6 separate regions of the Mus musculus genome follow, and regions 1, 2, 3, 4 and 6 are each linked to region 5. Evidence: chromatin contacts called from public Hi-C and HiChIP or PLAC-seq data. All regions are on one chromosome and are shown on one strand. The core of a region is the stretch at or near the end of the contact, and the rest is flanking DNA. Distances in the headings are between cores, read along the strand shown. Region 1 overlaps Maml3 (mastermind like transcriptional coactivator 3). Region 2 overlaps Maml3 (mastermind like transcriptional coactivator 3). Region 3 overlaps Maml3 (mastermind like transcriptional coactivator 3). Region 4 overlaps Maml3 (mastermind like transcriptional coactivator 3). Region 5 holds the start of Rab33b (RAB33B, member RAS oncogene family). Region 6 overlaps Foxo1 (forkhead box O1).

The links. Hi-C and Micro-C count contacts between places; a contact is called where the count stands out from the background. HiChIP or PLAC-seq counts read pairs in DNA pulled down with a chosen protein or histone mark.
Region 1: a contact with region 5 is called in an H3K4me3 HiChIP or PLAC-seq map of pro-B cells, with 4 times the contacts expected there. The contact joins the enhancer-like site here to the promoter of Rab33b in region 5. A contact is called at or near these places in 3 of 39 promoter capture datasets (cranial neural crest, hippocampal neurons and pre-B cells) and 14 of 115 datasets of contacts at active chromatin or transcription factors (the 230-238 cell line, the SCID.adh cell line, bone marrow-derived macrophages and 10 more).
Region 2: a Hi-C map of cerebellar granule neurons shows a contact between it and region 5, with 3 times the contacts expected there. The contact joins the enhancer-like site here to the promoter of Rab33b in region 5. A contact is called at or near these places in 7 of 39 promoter capture datasets (the 3T3-L1 cell line, the C10 cell line, cranial neural crest and 4 more), 1 of 15 datasets of contacts at CTCF or cohesin (large pre-B cells), 3 of 484 Hi-C or Micro-C datasets (cerebellar granule neurons, cerebral cortex and gonadal supporting cells), 12 of 115 datasets of contacts at active chromatin or transcription factors (astrocytes, bone marrow-derived macrophages, cardiomyocytes and 8 more) and 1 of 9 other capture datasets (liver).
Region 3: a FOXA1 HiChIP or PLAC-seq map of pancreatic cancer cells shows a contact between it and region 5. The contact joins the enhancer-like site here to the promoter of Rab33b in region 5. A contact is called at or near these places in 7 of 39 promoter capture datasets (the 3T3-L1 cell line, the C10 cell line, cranial neural crest and 4 more), 1 of 484 Hi-C or Micro-C datasets (the G1E-ER4 cell line) and 9 of 115 datasets of contacts at active chromatin or transcription factors (astrocytes, bone marrow-derived macrophages, effector CD8 T cells and 6 more).
Region 4: a Hi-C map of B cells shows a contact between it and region 5, with 6 read pairs. The contact joins the enhancer-like site here to the promoter of Rab33b in region 5. A contact is called at or near these places in 4 of 39 promoter capture datasets (the C10 cell line, hippocampal neurons, pre-B cells and 1 more), 2 of 484 Hi-C or Micro-C datasets (B cells and CD4 T cells) and 8 of 115 datasets of contacts at active chromatin or transcription factors (the NIH/3T3 cell line, the SCID.adh cell line, embryonic hindbrain and 5 more).
Region 6: a contact with region 5 is called in an H3K27ac HiChIP or PLAC-seq map of trophoblast stem cells, with 4 times the contacts expected there. The contact joins the enhancer-like site here to the promoter of Rab33b in region 5. A contact is called at or near these places in 2 of 39 promoter capture datasets (pre-B cells and stem cell-derived epiblast-like cells) and 2 of 115 datasets of contacts at active chromatin or transcription factors (bone marrow-derived macrophages and trophoblast stem cells).

Annotation. Positions count from the first base shown.
Region 1 is chr3:52,016,322-52,019,021 of GRCm38.p6, forward strand. All of the region lies in intron 1 of Maml3 (mastermind like transcriptional coactivator 3), which reads right to left. Among named protein-coding and RNA genes, the nearest start is that of Maml3, 87 kb to the right of the region's middle. Within about 2 kb of position 1,275, at least 64 of the 459 cell types and tissues checked have an H3K27ac peak or open chromatin away from gene starts, as enhancers often do. A contact at or near this core is called in fibro-adipogenic progenitors and pro-B cells, where this site is marked.
Region 2 is chr3:52,087,103-52,089,802 of GRCm38.p6, forward strand. The region is part of intron 1 of Maml3 (mastermind like transcriptional coactivator 3); the gene reads right to left. Among named protein-coding and RNA genes, the nearest start is that of Maml3, 17 kb to the right of the region's middle. Within about 2 kb of position 1,424, at least 349 of the 459 cell types and tissues checked have an H3K27ac peak or open chromatin away from gene starts, as enhancers often do. A contact at or near this core is called in astrocytes, bone marrow-derived macrophages, cardiomyocytes and 12 more, where this site is marked.
Region 3 is chr3:52,068,602-52,071,301 of GRCm38.p6, forward strand. All of the region lies in intron 1 of Maml3 (mastermind like transcriptional coactivator 3), which reads right to left. Among named protein-coding and RNA genes, the nearest start is that of Maml3, 35 kb to the right of the region's middle. Within about 2 kb of position 1,415, at least 340 of the 459 cell types and tissues checked have an H3K27ac peak or open chromatin away from gene starts, as enhancers often do. A contact at or near this core is called in astrocytes, bone marrow-derived macrophages, effector CD8 T cells and 8 more, where this site is marked.
Region 4 is chr3:51,998,921-52,001,620 of GRCm38.p6, forward strand. All of the region lies in intron 1 of Maml3 (mastermind like transcriptional coactivator 3), which reads right to left. Among named protein-coding and RNA genes, the nearest start is that of Maml3, 100 kb to the right of the region's middle. Within about 2 kb of position 1,316, at least 81 of the 459 cell types and tissues checked have an H3K27ac peak or open chromatin away from gene starts, as enhancers often do. A contact at or near this core is called in B cells, the SCID.adh cell line, memory CD8 T cells and 2 more, where this site is marked.
Region 5 is chr3:51,482,522-51,485,221 of GRCm38.p6, forward strand. Rab33b (RAB33B, member RAS oncogene family) reads left to right here and starts at 1,445. Exons shown (of 2, transcript NM_016858.2): 1 at 1,445-2,059. The coding sequence starts at 1,811.
Region 6 is chr3:52,294,996-52,297,695 of GRCm38.p6, forward strand. The region is part of intron 1 of Foxo1 (forkhead box O1); the gene reads left to right. Among named protein-coding and RNA genes, the nearest start is that of Foxo1, 28 kb to the left of the region's middle. Within about 2 kb of position 1,421, at least 49 of the 459 cell types and tissues checked have an H3K27ac peak or open chromatin away from gene starts, as enhancers often do. A contact at or near this core is called in pre-B cells and trophoblast stem cells, where this site is marked.

The DNA of each region.
Region 1 (2,700 bases), core at 25-2,524, 530 kb after region 5:
CAGTAATACACCACGGGTTCAAAGGACATCAATTTCTTCCTGAGTTCTTGCTGAGCAACTACCACACCCTAGGCAGGGCTCTAAGCACCAGGGACAGTGAGCAGAAGACCCAAGCTATCTAAGGAGGTATGCTGGCCATCTAACAAAGATCACTCCTGGCTGAAAATAAGATGGGTGGGTAGTCACACGGACTGGTTTTCAGTATCTATGCATGCATAGCCTCCAGTGTTACATGGCTCCTGCCATATGAAGACTCCATTCACTACAGCAAATTAACCAGTGTTTGAAAGAATGAATTCCCTAAGTGTCCCTCCCCGGCTATCTCTAGAGGACACCATGACATGTCTCTGTTGAGGGCACACAGTCTACCCCAGCTAACCTGAGTATTCCTTGCTAGTCTCCTTGAATGATTCAGAAAAGATTTAACTACATTCTGCACCTCCTGATCTTAAACAAGCCAGCAATGACAAGGACGGTGAACAATTATTAAGGGATAACTGTGTACAGACTCCAAGGTAAAGGCATTAAAATGGAAAAAAAGGTGAGGAACAGCCTTCGGCCAGCAAGACCGTTCAACGTTAGTGGCTAAATAACACCCTGCTAGGCTTACAGGGAAAGCAGCACTCCGCGGAGCTAAAACACAACCCAACATCAGGATGTCTCTTAGAAACATGGTGGTGTCTAATCCTGTTTTCTTAAGTAGAACACAGCATCTCATGGATGATCGTCATTAGCATGAACGTCAGTAATAGACATGCAGGCAGGGGCAGGGTCTAAAAACAAAAGAGCTCTCTCAATTGTCTCCTGGTCTAAAGGACCCCAAACGACTATGTCTGCCTGCCTGGAAACTCGGCTTTTCTCCCTGTTCTCTGCCAACTCCACGTCTCTGAGCTGCTATTCTGGAATCCCAAAATGGTCACATGCCTCGGTACAGTTAAATGTGATGCTGTCTCTACCCCAAATACATACTTCTTTCAGAGTTTGTTGTTGTTGTTGTTGTTGTTGTTTCATTTTTTTGAACACACCCCCAGTCTACAGATGGGGGAAGGGTAGAGGGCGATAGAAAGAGAGTAACATGCAGAGTTATTCTCATTTTTTTTCTTTCAAAACTTTCTTTCCTAAAAGCTGGAATACAGAGTCTAGAGAAGTTTAATTTTATTGACCTGATAAATTAGCTACCATACTTAATTCGTTCAGCTCCCCTGCTCTGCCTGCTTGACTGCTGTCTGCCAGTGGATGGGCAAATAGATACCAGATGCGGTTCATGAACCTCTGTACCCTGCCTGTCTAGGTTAAGTGACTTCCGGCGCCCGTCTTTCAACACAGCGTCAGCTCCCTCCCTGTGCCGCGGCGGTCTGCTATCTCGCTCTCAAAAGCTAGGACCCTTTGTTTTGTTTTTCTATTTATCTGATCATTCAGTTTGTTTCACAAACTGTTTTCTTGTTTTGTTTTTGCTTTTGCTTTGTTGTTGTTGCTGCTGCTGCTGTTCCAAAAAGCACCACAATGAGTTTTATTTCGTGTAAATTCCCAGCCTTCCTGAACAAAGTCTTCGGGTATAAACATGAATCATCGTGTTACTAACTGAATATGAAATCTCAGCGTAGACCAGAGACTAAAGGAAGTGTTGAAAGAAGGAATATGTATGAGACATGGGGAGGAGGAGTCTGGGGATACCCCGAAGAGGAGGAGTCTGGGGATACCCCGTCTCCCATAAGGAGAAGACTGTGTCTTGCATGAAAATTCTGGTAGCAACATCTTTTCTTCTTCGTGTGCTGAGCAACCACAGTTCGCGTAAAGACTGTTTCCAAGGTATTTTCTCTCATTGCCAAGGCTGCCCACGAGCTGAGCAGACTCAGGCAACAGTGCTCTAGAGAACAACTCCTGCTGTTTCTACCTGGACTTTGCTTTCGTTTTGAATCATTTGTCTGAAAGAAGTAGAGAAGTAGGCAACCTATCACCAGAAGCTTCAGGAGAGTGAAAGCCTAAGGAAGGAAAGAAAACCATTTCTCTTGCCTGTCTGACAGGCTGTAACATTCCTGGCATAGGCACAGGGACAGAGCAGGTATTATACAAGTATGGCCGGGATCTGGGAAGGATAGGGGGATTGGACCTAGAGACAATTGTTGGCTAATTGAATCGAAGCACAGTTGATCATGTGGTATAGATCTGGCATGACTATAGTCAACAGTTATTATATTCTTCAAAATGGCCAAAAGACAAGATTTTGAATACTTCCAAGAGAGAAATGATCAGGCTTTAAGGTGATGAAGATGAGCTACGTAATTTCATCACACTGTATTCATGTATAGAAATGTCACACAGTCACTCATGAATATGAACACTTCTGTGTCAATTAATCCATAAGTGCTTCGCAGCAACATTAGAGGATTCACGAGAAAATATAGGAATGCCTAGTGGCAGGGAAGATGTTCTTCTCCTGGTGGAAAAAAATCACAACCCTACTATGTGCAGACTCAGGGACAAGGAAGTGTCCATACCTGGTAACTCATGGCTCCTATGAAGCACACACAAGAGCACTATGAACTGGAGGTTCGGGTTAGGCACGAAGAAATGCTAGGGCATTCTAATCTGGTTCTTAAGGAAATAAAATATACTGTCATTATAAAAATTAATTAGGGACTGGTGAGATGGCTCAGTGAGTTAAGGTGATAGTCACCTGGCCTGACGACCTGAGTTCGA
Region 2 (2,700 bases), core at 174-2,673, 600 kb after region 5:
AAACTCACAGAAGGTCTCCAAGCAGAGTAATTCTTTGAACTTAAAAACACTTTTTTCAAGGCCAAAAATATATCAATTCCCATAGCACAGCCCAATGTGTAAATAAAAATCTCCGATTAGTCATTAGTAGGACATACATACATACATACATTCATACAAGAGACAGCAGCATTGGCCTTGAAATGACATTTCTTCATGAGGAAAAGAAATAGATTTATCCCAACATCATAACCAAATCAACCTTCATAGGTGTTCTACACCAAAAGGTTTCATAGGAGCTAGGAAATGGCTTAGGGGGTAAAGCCCTTGCCACAGAAGTATAAGGACCAGAGTTCAAATCCCCAGTGCCCATGTAAAGGCTCAGTGGATGTAACAGCCCACTTGTAGTCCCAGCACTCTGTGGAGGCAGGTGATTCCTGGAGCAGGCTGATTGGCTAGACAGTGGTAGCGACGTTCCTGCCTCAAGATGGAAGAAGAAAGCAATGGAGGGTGATACCGAACACCCACCTCTGGCCTCCACATGCACACACACAGACAAGCACAGATACATACATACATATGAGAGAAGGACGAAGACTTCCTAGAGACCAAGAACATGGAGCTTTTTGGTGTTCCTCAATCAAAGTGTGAGTGGTATCCATTTCCTCCATGCATGCAGTTCCTGGAATAAAAATATTCTCCCTCACGGGCACAATAGCCCAGGCTACAGCCTCCCCTCCTGGAGTGTGAGCCTCGCTGGGTCTCGCCTTCTGCTGTGTTTGAAAGAACCTTTCCCAGGGCCATGTGTTCTTTTGGGGATCATTTCCATATTTGGGGGAGCAAAGAAAAGGAGCCAGGGTGGGTGGCCCTAACCAACAGTGATCAGAGACATCCAGGACTCAGGGAGACGGAGAAACCCTGGTCTTGGGAAGAGTCAGCACAGTGGCAGAGGAGAGGCTTCAGAGGAAAGTGGAGTTAATCAGCCTTTTTATGCACACACACATGCTGGCTTCACACATTCAAAAAATAGACCCAGGCTAAGCATAGGGCCTGTTTTAGCCCTATGTAAAAACTGGATAGATGGCGACTCTCTCTTTTTTTGTAGCAGGAGCCCTGCCTCTAGCATCCGAGCCAGTCTTAGCTAGCTGAGCCTTAGGAGTAGGGAAGCAACTTGAAAAGGGCTCTGAAAAAATACAAACGACTCTCACTTTCACCAGGAATACTGAGTATCCAGGATTCTATACATTTATCAATTAATTAGGTTGTACGTAAAAAAAAAAAATGCTCTCTTTGTAATAGTTGCCACGGAGATATCGTGTAAAAAAAGGTCCTAGTGTGTATTTGTGGGACAAACGGTTTGCTGAGTGACCAAAGTCAGGAGCAATGACTGCTTACCAAATGCAAGCTGCTGGGCTTGGCCTGAGACTGCAATAGTACAGCAAGCCTGGCCCGGGGCCAAGAGCATGCCTGCCAGGGAGACAGGAAGTCACTGAGAGCTCCCACAGACCCATGGCTGAGAGAGTTCCCCAAACAAAAGGCAGCCACTGACTTCCACAACCGGCCTGCCATGAGACCATATGGTCAGCAGTATTGTCTCGCCACAACACAGAGGCCTGTCTTCAGGGGCCTGTGCCTGTAGCTGTCGACCCCGTATCTGTCTTAGGATTACTTCACTATTTTACGACTTTTCTGGGAATTCACTTCCGTGTAACCTAGCTTGGTACACGGCGAGAAAAATGGTATCCTCCCCACCCCCCCACCCCCCCATCTCCGATTTAGCCTGATGAGTCACCTTTGTCTTCACGGCAAAAGAGTAATGAACACCAAACCTACTTGCTATTTATTCACAGGGCACGGAGGAAGGGAGTGGAAGGGACCGTGTGGACAGAAGGGAAAACTGGACACTTAAAGTTTCTTGCTCTGATCCCTGTTGACGCTGGGTTTAATTTATAGGGAGACCCAAACCTTTTGGCTCATCCCTTTCTTCTCTGGGAGTACCCACTTCAAAGAATTCTCTAGTCACTGTGTGGAGACCCTGCTGCTGAGAGCCGCCAAAGGCGAAGACAGATTGGTTCGCCTATAAACACCTGACAGTCATTTTCTTCCTCAGCAGAACTCGTCAAAAAGCCCCTCCCAATAAGGCATGCTCTCCCAGAATATTCCAGCTAGATCCTCTCTGTCTCTTCCCCCAAGATCATGACGATCCCCACTGTGGATAAGGGCTTGATTTGGTTCACCAAGGAAAAAACCATAGAAAAACTAAAGACAGTGGAATGCCCAACCATCTAGTCTTTGCCTTTAGGAGTCTCGTGCTCTCTCCCTTCTCCCCTCCCTCCCTCTTTCTCTTCCTCCCTCTCTTATTTCTCACTCTGTCTGTCTCTGTCTCTTAGATTTTATTTTATGTGTGAGTGCCTTGCCTGAATGTATGTATATGCACTAAGTATATGCAGTGCCCGAGGCCGGAAGACAGCATCAGACTCCCTAAAACTGGAGTTACATACAGATTGTGAGCCATCATGTCAGTCCTGGGATTTAAACCAGGGTCCTCTGAAGAAACAGCTCTTAAGTTCTCAGCCTTCTCATGTGTTGTTTTGTCATATTTTCTTTTAGAAACAGGGTCTCATATATCCCAGGAGGGACAGGAACTCAACAGATAGCCAGTGATAATCCTGGTCTTCCGCCTGTACCTCCTAAGCGCCAACCAGAGATGTATGTCAATAT
Region 3 (2,700 bases), core at 165-2,664, 590 kb after region 5:
TGAACTGAGATATTTCTGGAAAAGGTAAATATATATGTATATATATATGTGTGTGTGTGACAATTCATTATTAGATGGATAGTAAAATAACTATTTTGCAAAATTAAAATTCACATATATGTATGTGCCTTTAAAGGCACATATGTGTGTGTGTGTGTGTGTGTGTGTGTGTGTATATATATATATATATATATATATATATATACACACATAAATATGCTTTTAAAAACGTGTGCATGAAATGGGGAGGGCTTGTGCACATGAGGACCCTCCAAAGCTGGAGAACAGCATCAGACGTTTGGTAACATCCACCTGTGTGCTGGGAAGCAGTTAGTGCTCCAACTGCAGAGCCATCCCTCCAGCCCCAAACTGATTTCTTAACAAAGCAAATATCATCCTTTTGAACTTTGCATTTGAACCTAACAAATTTTCCCGCAAAATATGCAAATGAGACACACATTCACGTGTCTATTTTAATCCAGAAAATGGGTACTGATTCACCTTACTTTGAAAGAAAAGTGATGGAGAAACATGTGCCAACTCTGAACTCTAACCATCCAACCTGCAACACTCTGGTTTGCTGACAGCATTTCTTGTTATTTTATTCTTTCCTTGAGATTCAGAAAAGCTGATTCCACAGAAACAAACAAGATGGGACTACAAAATGGCTAAGCAAGTAAAGGCGGTTGCCGCCAAGCGGGAGGAGCTGAGTTTGATTCCCAGGACAACCTACATGGTACAAGGATAAAACCAACTTGTCTTCTGACCTCTGTAGTGAGTGCCCCCTAAAATAAATAAGTGTAATTTAAAACCGAAAATAAAAACACCGTCCTGAAGAGGTTAAACACAAGACTGAAAATCTCTTTCTCTTTGCTGATACTTTCACACAATACAAAAGGCTGTATTCGGGCGGCTGGGCGTGGTGGCATTTGGGAGGCAGAAGCAAGTAGATCTCTGTGAGTTCAGGGACAGCTAGAAATACGCAGTAAGATCCTGTCTCAGGGACCAGGGACGAAAAAAAGAAAGAGAGAGAGAGAGAGAGAGAGAGAGAGAGAGAGAGAGAGAGAGAGAGAGAGAGAGAGAGAAAGCAAGCTAGAGCTGTACTACAATGGCTACATATTCTGAACAACCAGCCAAATTAATCAAGCTATGCTGCATAAACGAGATCTGAAGTGTCGCTCGGGCGCTCTCCTGGGAAAGACACCCACACAGAGAACATTTCTCTTGCTTGTTCTCTTGCGCTCCTGACGGACAGGAGAAATCAAGAGGACGTATGTTCTACAAAACCAAATGATCAACCTGAATCGACTGCCTGGGTTCAATCCCTTCCCGATGCCGCGGGAAAGTGCCGCTCTAAGCCCAGGCGCTAGCCCCACTGCTTCCCTCCCGCCATCCTGGGCAGCTGTGGGCTCTTGCAGACAAAACCATTAGAGCTGGCTGACACCCCACGGGGCAGGAAATGAATCACCGCTTTACTCAACCGAAACTGCGGCAGGTTTTAAGGAAGCTAAGCACAGTTGGCCAAATTGAATCAGTAGCAGTTAGCTGGTAAAGAAGTGTCGAGGGACTGTGACCAATGACAAAGGATTAGCATTTTGGATCTGCTTTTCCACTCTCGGAGCAGATTTTTAGCAAGCACAGGTGCCTTTCGTGTAAGGTTCCCTGTGGCTGCACAGACCACCAACAGGTCCCTGCGAGGACATGCTAGACACCCGAGGTAGGTGAGGCTCCTTGACACATCCAGAGGTCCAGGCTCTGGCTGCCTTTGGTTTTCACTGGAATATGTCTTTTTAAAAAGGGTCAGTTTCTTCCTCAAATTTAGAAGTTCTACAGTTTGTTCTCAAAAATTGGGGCTCTGTCTCATGTGAACTGAGGTAGGTCTTAGATCTTAATACAAGAAAAATGGGAGTTAGGGGCAAAGCCATTATCTTCGATTTTCTTTACTACAACCTGAAAGCAAACATTTGTGAGGCTAATGACAATGATCCAAACACTGAATTTTCTTAAACCCAGGCTATTGTCTTCCTTCAGACGATGCTTCTCTGACTTGTCTGCTGACCACACAGAAACCTAATTTTTAAGCCGAAAGCTAGTTTCAAATGTAGCTTTATGTTTTATGCGCATTTTTAATACAGACCTTTAAAAGTCTAATTTGCAGAATATTTCCCTAAGAAAACAATCAGGTGTTTCCTAGGTAACAAAGCAAGGCATTCCCAATTAGAAAGAAGTCTTTTCCACAGTTCTGTTTAGAAATCAAAATACATCTAAGTTGACAGATGACAGAAATTGGTCAAATCAAATTTTTCCCCTCCAAGTCCCACAAAGGTACACGTTAAAAGTTTCTAAATTACAGCCAGATCTCCAAAGAGTTACAATCGTCTCAGGTTAGCACAGGAGTAGAACAGGTTTTGTAAGCACACCACACAACATCTGAGGTCATTAGTTCATATTTGAGAAGAAAGCTACTTGGCTCAGCTGGTAAAGGCACTTGCCACCAAGACTGACTGCTTTGAGTTTGATGCCCAGGAGCTGAACAGTAGAGGGAATTGACTCCTGAAGGCTGTCCTCTGCCTTCCAAATGCACACTGTGGGATACACACACACACACACACACACACACACACACACACACAAGCTAAATAAATGTTATTAAGAGAGAGAGAGAGAAGCAGAGAGAGAGAGAAAGATAGAATTTTTAGT
Region 4 (2,700 bases), core at 66-2,565, 520 kb after region 5:
CACGGAACTACAATTGCCACTTATCAAGTGGCTGAGCCATTAAACTCGCCCCTGACACTCAGTCTCTAGGGCTTCCACGGTGACAACATCCAATCGTTGGATTGTGGTGAGTCACAGTCGCTAGTTTTTAAACTTCTGTGTACTCAACATTCAACATAATACTTTACTTTGTCTTATAGTGACAGTTGCTTAGTTACCAATTCTTTATAAATGCAAACTGATTTATCAAGATTTTTCAAGAGGTGAGTTTTACCAGTGTGTGACTGGGTCTCAGAACAGCCATGAACAAGAACGGCTGCACACACAGAGCTATCTGCCTCCATGGGCAGTAGGCCAAAGGTCAGAAAATAAAGAGAGTCAGAAGTAAAGAAAGATCGAGGTAGAAGACAGAAGTATAGAGGGGAAGGCCAGATGATGAACTAACTACTCAATATCAAACAAGCAGAGTTGAATTCAGAGCTCCTCCCTCCAATGGACTAAAGGTCTCAGCCCTGGCATTGTTTTAAAAATATCTATTCTTTTTAAAATGTCTAGACAATGATAAATACCAAGAAAAACAATGCATCCAGGGACTTAAAGGAGAAGGCTGTAATTCTGTCATCCAGAAAGATGGACTTTCTGCAAAACTACATGTGTAGCGATCTCTTTTTCAAGAGATGGGTAAATAAAACAGCAACTCTTCAGTGCGGTCTAAAGGCCTTCTATAGAAACCCACTCACTCCCTGATTCCCTCCCGTCTCAAGACATACCGAGTTACTATTTGTGACTTACTAACAGCATGTAAGTGAAGTCCCTAACTTCTACCTTCATGGGGGAGCTGGGATTGAACCCAGCGGTCAGACTGCAGACCCCGCGCAACTGACCATTTTATTAGGGTGCACAGATGAATAGGTGGATAAATGGAACAGCTACAGTGGCTATGTCTAACTTGTGGCTTGAAGGGCTGCAGGCAATGCTATGTATACTTAAAAAAAAAGGGGGGGCTGGCGAGATGGCTCAGTGGGTAGGAGCGCCCGACTGCTCTTCCGAGGGTCCAGAGTTCAAGTCCCAGCAACCACATGGTGGCTCACAACCATCCCCAACGAGATCTGACTCCCTCTTCTGGAGTGTCTGAAGACAGCTACAGTGTACTTACATATAATCAATAAATAAATCTTTAAAAAAAAAAAAAAAAAAGGGCTGGGTAAATAATCACGTGGTGTATTCCTTCCCCCGTGGTCCCGCCTTTGTTTCCAGTCACACAGAGCCCACGTGACCACGCAGTGATGCAGAGATGCGAATACAGGATGACATGTGTGAGGGACTCTGGCGCTTCCTGTGGGCCACGGGTGCTTCCTGTTAGAGAAGAAACATCTGCCCTGCCACTCTGGCACGGACTTTACATACAGTCTCAAGTTTCAGTTAGCGGTCCTCTCCACTTCCTGTCCCAAGCTATTGGGCAAGACTTGGTTTTCACCTTCCTGAGACCTCAAGAGTAGGGTAGCAGAGCGCCCTGAATAGCTCAGCGATATCGGGCTGCATCGGGATAGGGGTCGGGGAGAAAGCAAGTCCACCTATAGGGACAAAGCAACAAGCTATTCAAAGTCAAGGCTGTTCTCAGAAGCCACGGCTCTATGGACATGCTATACACATTTTCAGGTTGTTCCTCTCTTCCCTTTACCTCCCAAGTTCCCACTGAGGTCCATCACATCCACATTCATTTACCTAAAGCTCTGCTCAATTCGTTCCCTCGCTCAGTGCGCGCAATTTGGCTCTCCTATATTTGAAACCTATTCAAAAGCACTGACTTGTTTTACCTTCTTCTTTTTTTTTTATCCTTTCTAAGGTCAAAGTATAAACCAGTCATCTGGGGCATTTGGGACCATATAAAATTTCCCATCGTTCCAACTTCCCTGGTGAGAAATTTTTAAATGAGTACAATGAAAACATCCCGAAGCCATCAGGATAACTGCATTTTAGATCTACAGTGTTGGTCCTGGCCCGGATTATACAAGTGTGCACGGTGGGTCTGAATCACTCCTGTGTCTACCCAGATCTAGCTCTTGAGAGGGTTCAGAAAAAGCTCAACACTCAACCAGCTTAAAACAGTGAATTGTGACAGTTAAGATACACGGGGAGCGCTCACACCCAGAACCAACTTTACCTCTAGGGCGACTCATCAAGTACTGATCCATTGGGGCAGTAATGCCAGGTCTAGGACTGCCATCACTCAGAACTGGGAAAACAGCCAAGCTCACGGATGGCTATCTTGAAAACACCAAAGCCAAAGGAGCTGATTTCTAATATGTTCCTCGTGAAAGGGAATAATAAGGCATATGCCATTTCTTTTTTATAGAAATGTTTTAAGAAGAAATAAGGAATGGTTAAAAATACTTTTAGTTCTGCTGGGCAAGTCACTACCCAATCCCCAGAGAGTTAGGTTTTTGTTGTTGATGTTGTTGGTTGGTTGGGTTTTTTTTTCTTCTCAAAAAAAAAAAAAAAAAAAAAAGGAAATAGATCGGTGTGCTTTCTGCAGTTTCAGCGAGGACTCTGGGCCCAAAATGTTTTAAAGCAGAAAATTGGTAACACTAGAGATATTGTCAAAATACGATTTCCTCTGGTTCAGAAATGGCGAGAGGGAGGGCTGGAAGGGTGGAGTGGGAAGGAATTGTCATCAAAGCATTGTTAATACGAACTGAATTGCACTACAAAGGCGATGCT
Region 5 (2,700 bases), core at 195-2,694:
GCCCAGGATGTAAGCCCAATTACTAAGCATTCAAAGAATGCGGGAAATCTCAGTCCTCCTAGGAAAAATGCTGCCAACACTGCACACAGATGGTGAAATTATCTCATGAACTATTAACCATTTAATGGAGGTTAATTCTCATTTGTCTCATGTCTGTAAATTCAGGCAAAGTGATCAACAGCTTTCTTCCTGGGCTCTTTTCTAGGGATATTTGTATAGCAATCGTTTTTTGCGTGATAAAAAATATTTTTTTCTTCTTGTTCTAGGGGGAGTCTTGTTTGGTCTCCAGGATGAGAAAAGGCACCATCACTCTTCTGGATGAAGCTGGACAGATTCAGAGACCATTTATGAAATACCCGTTTCCTGCAGAGCATTTCCTGTAATGCTACCACTTACATCGGACAGACATCACCTTGGCCTCATGGCATCACTTGGGGAATGGGGTATACTCTGCCTCTCTGAGAAGGTGCCTTTTCTTTCTCACCTAGGAGTTTCATTGACAGTTCATCAACTGGCACTGGAACTTGTTGACTTACAAAGTTAACATGTCAGATCCTTCAGAGTTGACTCCAAAACGTCTCCATGTAACCACTAACATACTGTTCCAGCCTTCTCAGTACTGGGATTATAGGCATGTGGTATTACATTCAGCTTAAGTGGTACTTATTTTTAATTTTAAACCAATGGTAACATTCAGCCAGGCATAGTCTCACACCTGTAACCCTAGTATTCAGGAGACTAAGACAGGATTCCCACAAAAATCAGAGCCAGCCTGGATACACAGTGAGGTTCTAGGCCAGCTTTAGCTACAATATGAAAATCCTGGGGGGGGGGGGCTGGATAGGAAAGAAGGGAATAAGGAGATGGTTCTAAATTTGGATCCCCAGAACCCAAGGCAATGCTGAGCAGGCATGGAAGACCTCCTGTAATTCCTACCTTGGAAGATGGAGACAGAATCCCCAGAGCAAGTTAGCTACCAAGACTAGCTCTATGGAATGAGCTCTGGGTTTGACTGAGAGATCCTGCCTCAAGGAGACCTGGCTGTCCTGGAACTCTATGGAGTTGAAGAGAATCACAGAGATTTAAGACTTGTGTTGCTCAAACCAGCCGAAAACAATTTGTCTCTTTTACAAAACAAACTGAGCGGGTCGTGGTAGTGTACACTTTTCATTGCAGCACCGGGAAGGCAGAGGTAGAGGAGAGTCTCTACGGCCAAGATCAGGTTCAGGAGCTGAGTAGCCTCTCACCCTCCTGCCCACGCCGTTCCGCCCCGCTCCACGGAGGCCCGGAGGAAGCGGTGAGCACAGGGGATGCTCAGAGCCCAACTCCAAGCCCCAACCCCGGCTGCGACCAGGCGGCCACGACGCCACTGCGCCGCCGCCTCTCGCGAGACCACAGCCGGGCCGCGCCTCCTTCCTCTCCGCTGTCTCTCTCTCTCTCCCCGCCCCCGGGGGCTGCGCAGCTTCCTCCAGAGCTCGGGAACCTCGGACGTGGCGAGGCGGTCAGAAGGCTGGAGCGCGGCACATAGAGGTCCCTCGGGCGGACCTTCTGAGCCGCAGTCCAGCCAGGGAGCGCCGACGCATCTTTCCAGGTACACCGCACCGACTGGCGGAGGCCTACTGCGCGTGCGCCGGGGCCTTAGCGGGGCGCCACACCTGGGTGGGCAGGGGCTGCTCGCGCACGCGCGCCGCGGTGCCCGCGGGCTGTGGGGAGTTGGGCGTCGTTTGTCACTGCTAGGGAGCGCTGTCGCTGGCGTGGCGTCATTCCCGCGGCTTCTGTGCTCCGGCTCAGCTCGGGGCGGGGCGGGAGGATGACTTCGGAGATGGAGTCGTCGCTGGAGGTCAGCTTCTCGTCCAGCTGTGCGGTGTCAGGGGCGTCTGGGTGTTTGCCTCCCGCCCGCTCCCGCATCTTCAAGATCATAGTGATCGGCGACTCGAACGTGGGCAAGACGTGCCTGACTTACCGCTTCTGCGCCGGCCGCTTCCCCGACCGCACCGAGGCCACGATCGGGGTGGACTTCCGAGAGCGAGCCGTGGATATTGATGGAGAGCGCATCAAGGTGAGCCGGTGGGGCGGGGACGCTGTCTCAGCGGAGTGCCGCTCCTTCTTGGCAGGTGTCGGGACCTCACCCTGGGTCTGGGCAGGAGTGTGCGGTGCGCCCCATGGCGTGGGAAAGTGTGTTTGTATCTATCAAACTTCTGAGGCATTGTTCCTCCACCTCTAATGTACATCAGGTTTACCTGGGACTTCTTGTTTTTCAAAAAAGCACGTTCTGATTTGATAAGCTCCCCTATAACGCACATGCAATGAGTCTGTGGACCGACCACACTTTGAGTGACAGAGGTGTAGGGGGCGGTCACCCCCCCACTCCCACCCCCATTGCTTGAGTGAGAGTTTTGGGCTGGGAATCTGGGTGGTGGTGGTGGTGGGGTATAACCGGAAGAAACTCAGAAATTTTTCAAGCATAGAAAATTCCGTTATAAGTCGGGCCTGGGGGAACACTTCTTAAATCTCAGCACTCTCACAGAGACCAGGATCTCTGTGTTTGAGATCAGCGTGGTCTAATTAGTTCCAGGATAGACAGGGCTCTCCTGGATAGACAGAATACACAGAGAAACCCTGTCTCAACCAAACAAACCTCAAACACCCCAATTTAACAACAACAACAACAACAACAACAACAAAACCTCCGTTATATCT
Region 6 (2,700 bases), core at 171-2,670, 810 kb after region 5:
AACTGAAGCTTCCTTAACTGTAAATCACAGAACTGTGGAGCCACACTTTCTAGACTTGTCAGATACCTGTAATGTAGACCGAGGGTTAACTTGCTAAGTCTTAGATTCTGAATAGTTTATAAGACTAAGCGAACCCCTCAGAACTAAGTATCTAGCACTTCCACAGTAAGTACTTTATTTCTTTATTACAGTAGTTCCTTTGTATTTTTGTTTGTTTTTTGTTTTTGTTTTTGTTTGGTTTGTTTTTTTTTTTGTTTTTTGTTTTTTTTTGGATTGTTTGAAATGGGGTCTGGCTTGGTAGCCATCTCTGCCTCAGCCCCTAAGTGTTACAGTCCTGTGCTGTAGGGCCTGACTGGGGTTTCTTTAGAAAATGTGGTAATAGCCACAAAAAATACACCATCAGCCATTTTGAGTTGTACTGTGCACTAGAGTTAAGTACTTTTCGTATCGGTTTGAGACTGTCAGTACCATCTTTTGTCAGATCTCTTTTTATCTTGTTTTCCCAAGCTTTGTGCCCATTGAACACTTCTTCCCAGCTTCGCCAGTGACCTTTGTGGGGTTGGTTGGTGAATTGACTTCTCCAGGTACTTTCTCTGGGAAATGCTGATACGTGTTTAATCATCTGCTGCAAAGTGGTTCTGCCATTTTACTGCCTTGTCCCTGTCCCTCCCTGCCCTAGGCAGGTCTTTAATGGCACTAGAAAGAGTGGTTTCTACACCGTCAAACACCATACTTGGCATTAATTTTCCCTTAAAATATTTTAAATTAGTATTGCCTTATGTAAAATGACCACAAAATCATAGCACCACTTTCCTGTTCATGGAAATTAGAGTTTTGGGCTGTATTTAAACCAATGGAAATTTGAGTGTTATAAAAAGCTCTGTTTGAGCTCTGCATTTTCTGCTGAGTCACATGCAGATGTACTGCTTCTGTTCTCTGCTTTGAGTGTCTGAAATCTTCACAGAGCAGTGCTTAGAATCTGCAGGTAAAGAACTGCCATTGGATATTACCAGCAGTGTAATTTGCCATCTTATTTTTATTTAGATAGAGATACCTTGGATTAAGGGGTTTTGCAATGATAACACATTTGGTACTTACTAATAATTTCTTTGCATATCAGATTAGTTGTATATCGAGAACTAAGAACCATAACCCGTAAAGTCTACTAAGGAGCCAGCGGACTTAGTGCTGACCATGTGGCTTGTTTTTCCCTCAGCTATGTAGGTTTATATTTTAGTTTATTGAATGTGACCGTTCATTTGTTAATGTCTTTGTGAGGTTTGTTATTCGTTATGTAGCAAGCCATTGTTATGTGTCTGTTACATAGTTCTGTAGACAGAAACCAGTTAAATTACTAAGCAGTTTACAGCATAAGGGCTGTAAGGTCCTATGACCTGAATGCCGTACTTGATCAATGTAGTCAGAGGCCACAACACTGCTTTCTGTTCCCATTGTTCTTTATCCTGACTCACCACCGGCTTGTACTCTTCCAGCCCTAGGAGATTTGGTTTGAATTAGTGGTAATCTTGCAGTCGATCATTTGTCCACATAGGCGTGATAGCAGTGGTAATGTGATAAGGTGGTTGGTATAGGCTTACATCTTTGAGATACCCTTGATTTGGAGAAGCTCTCTGGTAGTTGCTTCTTAGATAACGGGCAGAACATGGAGTAGTTAAAAAGTACAAGTTAAAAATCAGATTCAAGTCTTTTGCTCTCCCTGCTATTAGTGAGATGACAGTCTTCTCCTTGTGTTCATCTTTGTTAAGCGTTACGTAATCAACCACTAAATTCTGCTTTACAGCATAGATGACAGCCCGTAGGAGCTGGAGTGAGTGAAGGTGAGCGTGAGGGAGTGGTTGAGCGAGCGGTGTGTTTAGTGTGTCTGCTGTGTGGCTTACTCTAAGCCTGGAAATACTTCGAAAAGTTTACCTGCAACACCAGTCGCTGCCATCTTAGCAGGAATGTTATATACTGATTGTTTTGCCTCTGAAGAAGCGAGGCCTGGTGTGTGTGAGCTACCCTTTTTGTTCTTTGTGAACTTAGCTATGCGCTCTAGAGCCTCCCCTCCAGAGGATGCCACAAGTGTTCAATTTCGCTTGTTATTCTTACATATTGTATAGGGAGTTAGGCTGGAATTTCAAAGGAAACCCTCTAGTTTAAACAGAAATACCTGGTTGCTACTTCATTCCCTCCCCCTGCCCTGATGAAATACCCTTCATTGCTGTTTCTGTAACATCTTAATCAAATCCAGATCCTTAAACACACACTGCTGGTAAACAAACCATGCCGGCACCAGGTTCAATCAACTGAGAAGAAAGGTAAAACACGAGGAACGTGGATGCCCACACCTTTCAGTCCCTCAAGCTGTGTGCCATCAGCACAAGACGCCATACTTACAGCCCTTCTGGTGGCCGCCTGGTCTGAACACTGAGCCCGCAGAATGGCTTCTTTTCACAAGTGGTTTTAACAGGTACCCAGGGGTGGTACCCTTCCACTTCATTCTTAGTGTGCAGTGCTGTCACTTGACACACACCCCCCTGCCCGTGTGTGTTCGTGTGTGTGTGTGTGTGTGATCTCTCTCCAGATCTCGCACTCTCCAACAACTTGTTCCCTTTCACAAACAGAAGTTAGGAGAGGCGGGATCTCGGCACCTCCAGCCTTGTGGCCGTGCATCCTGATGTGGCTGTAGATTCGTTTTCT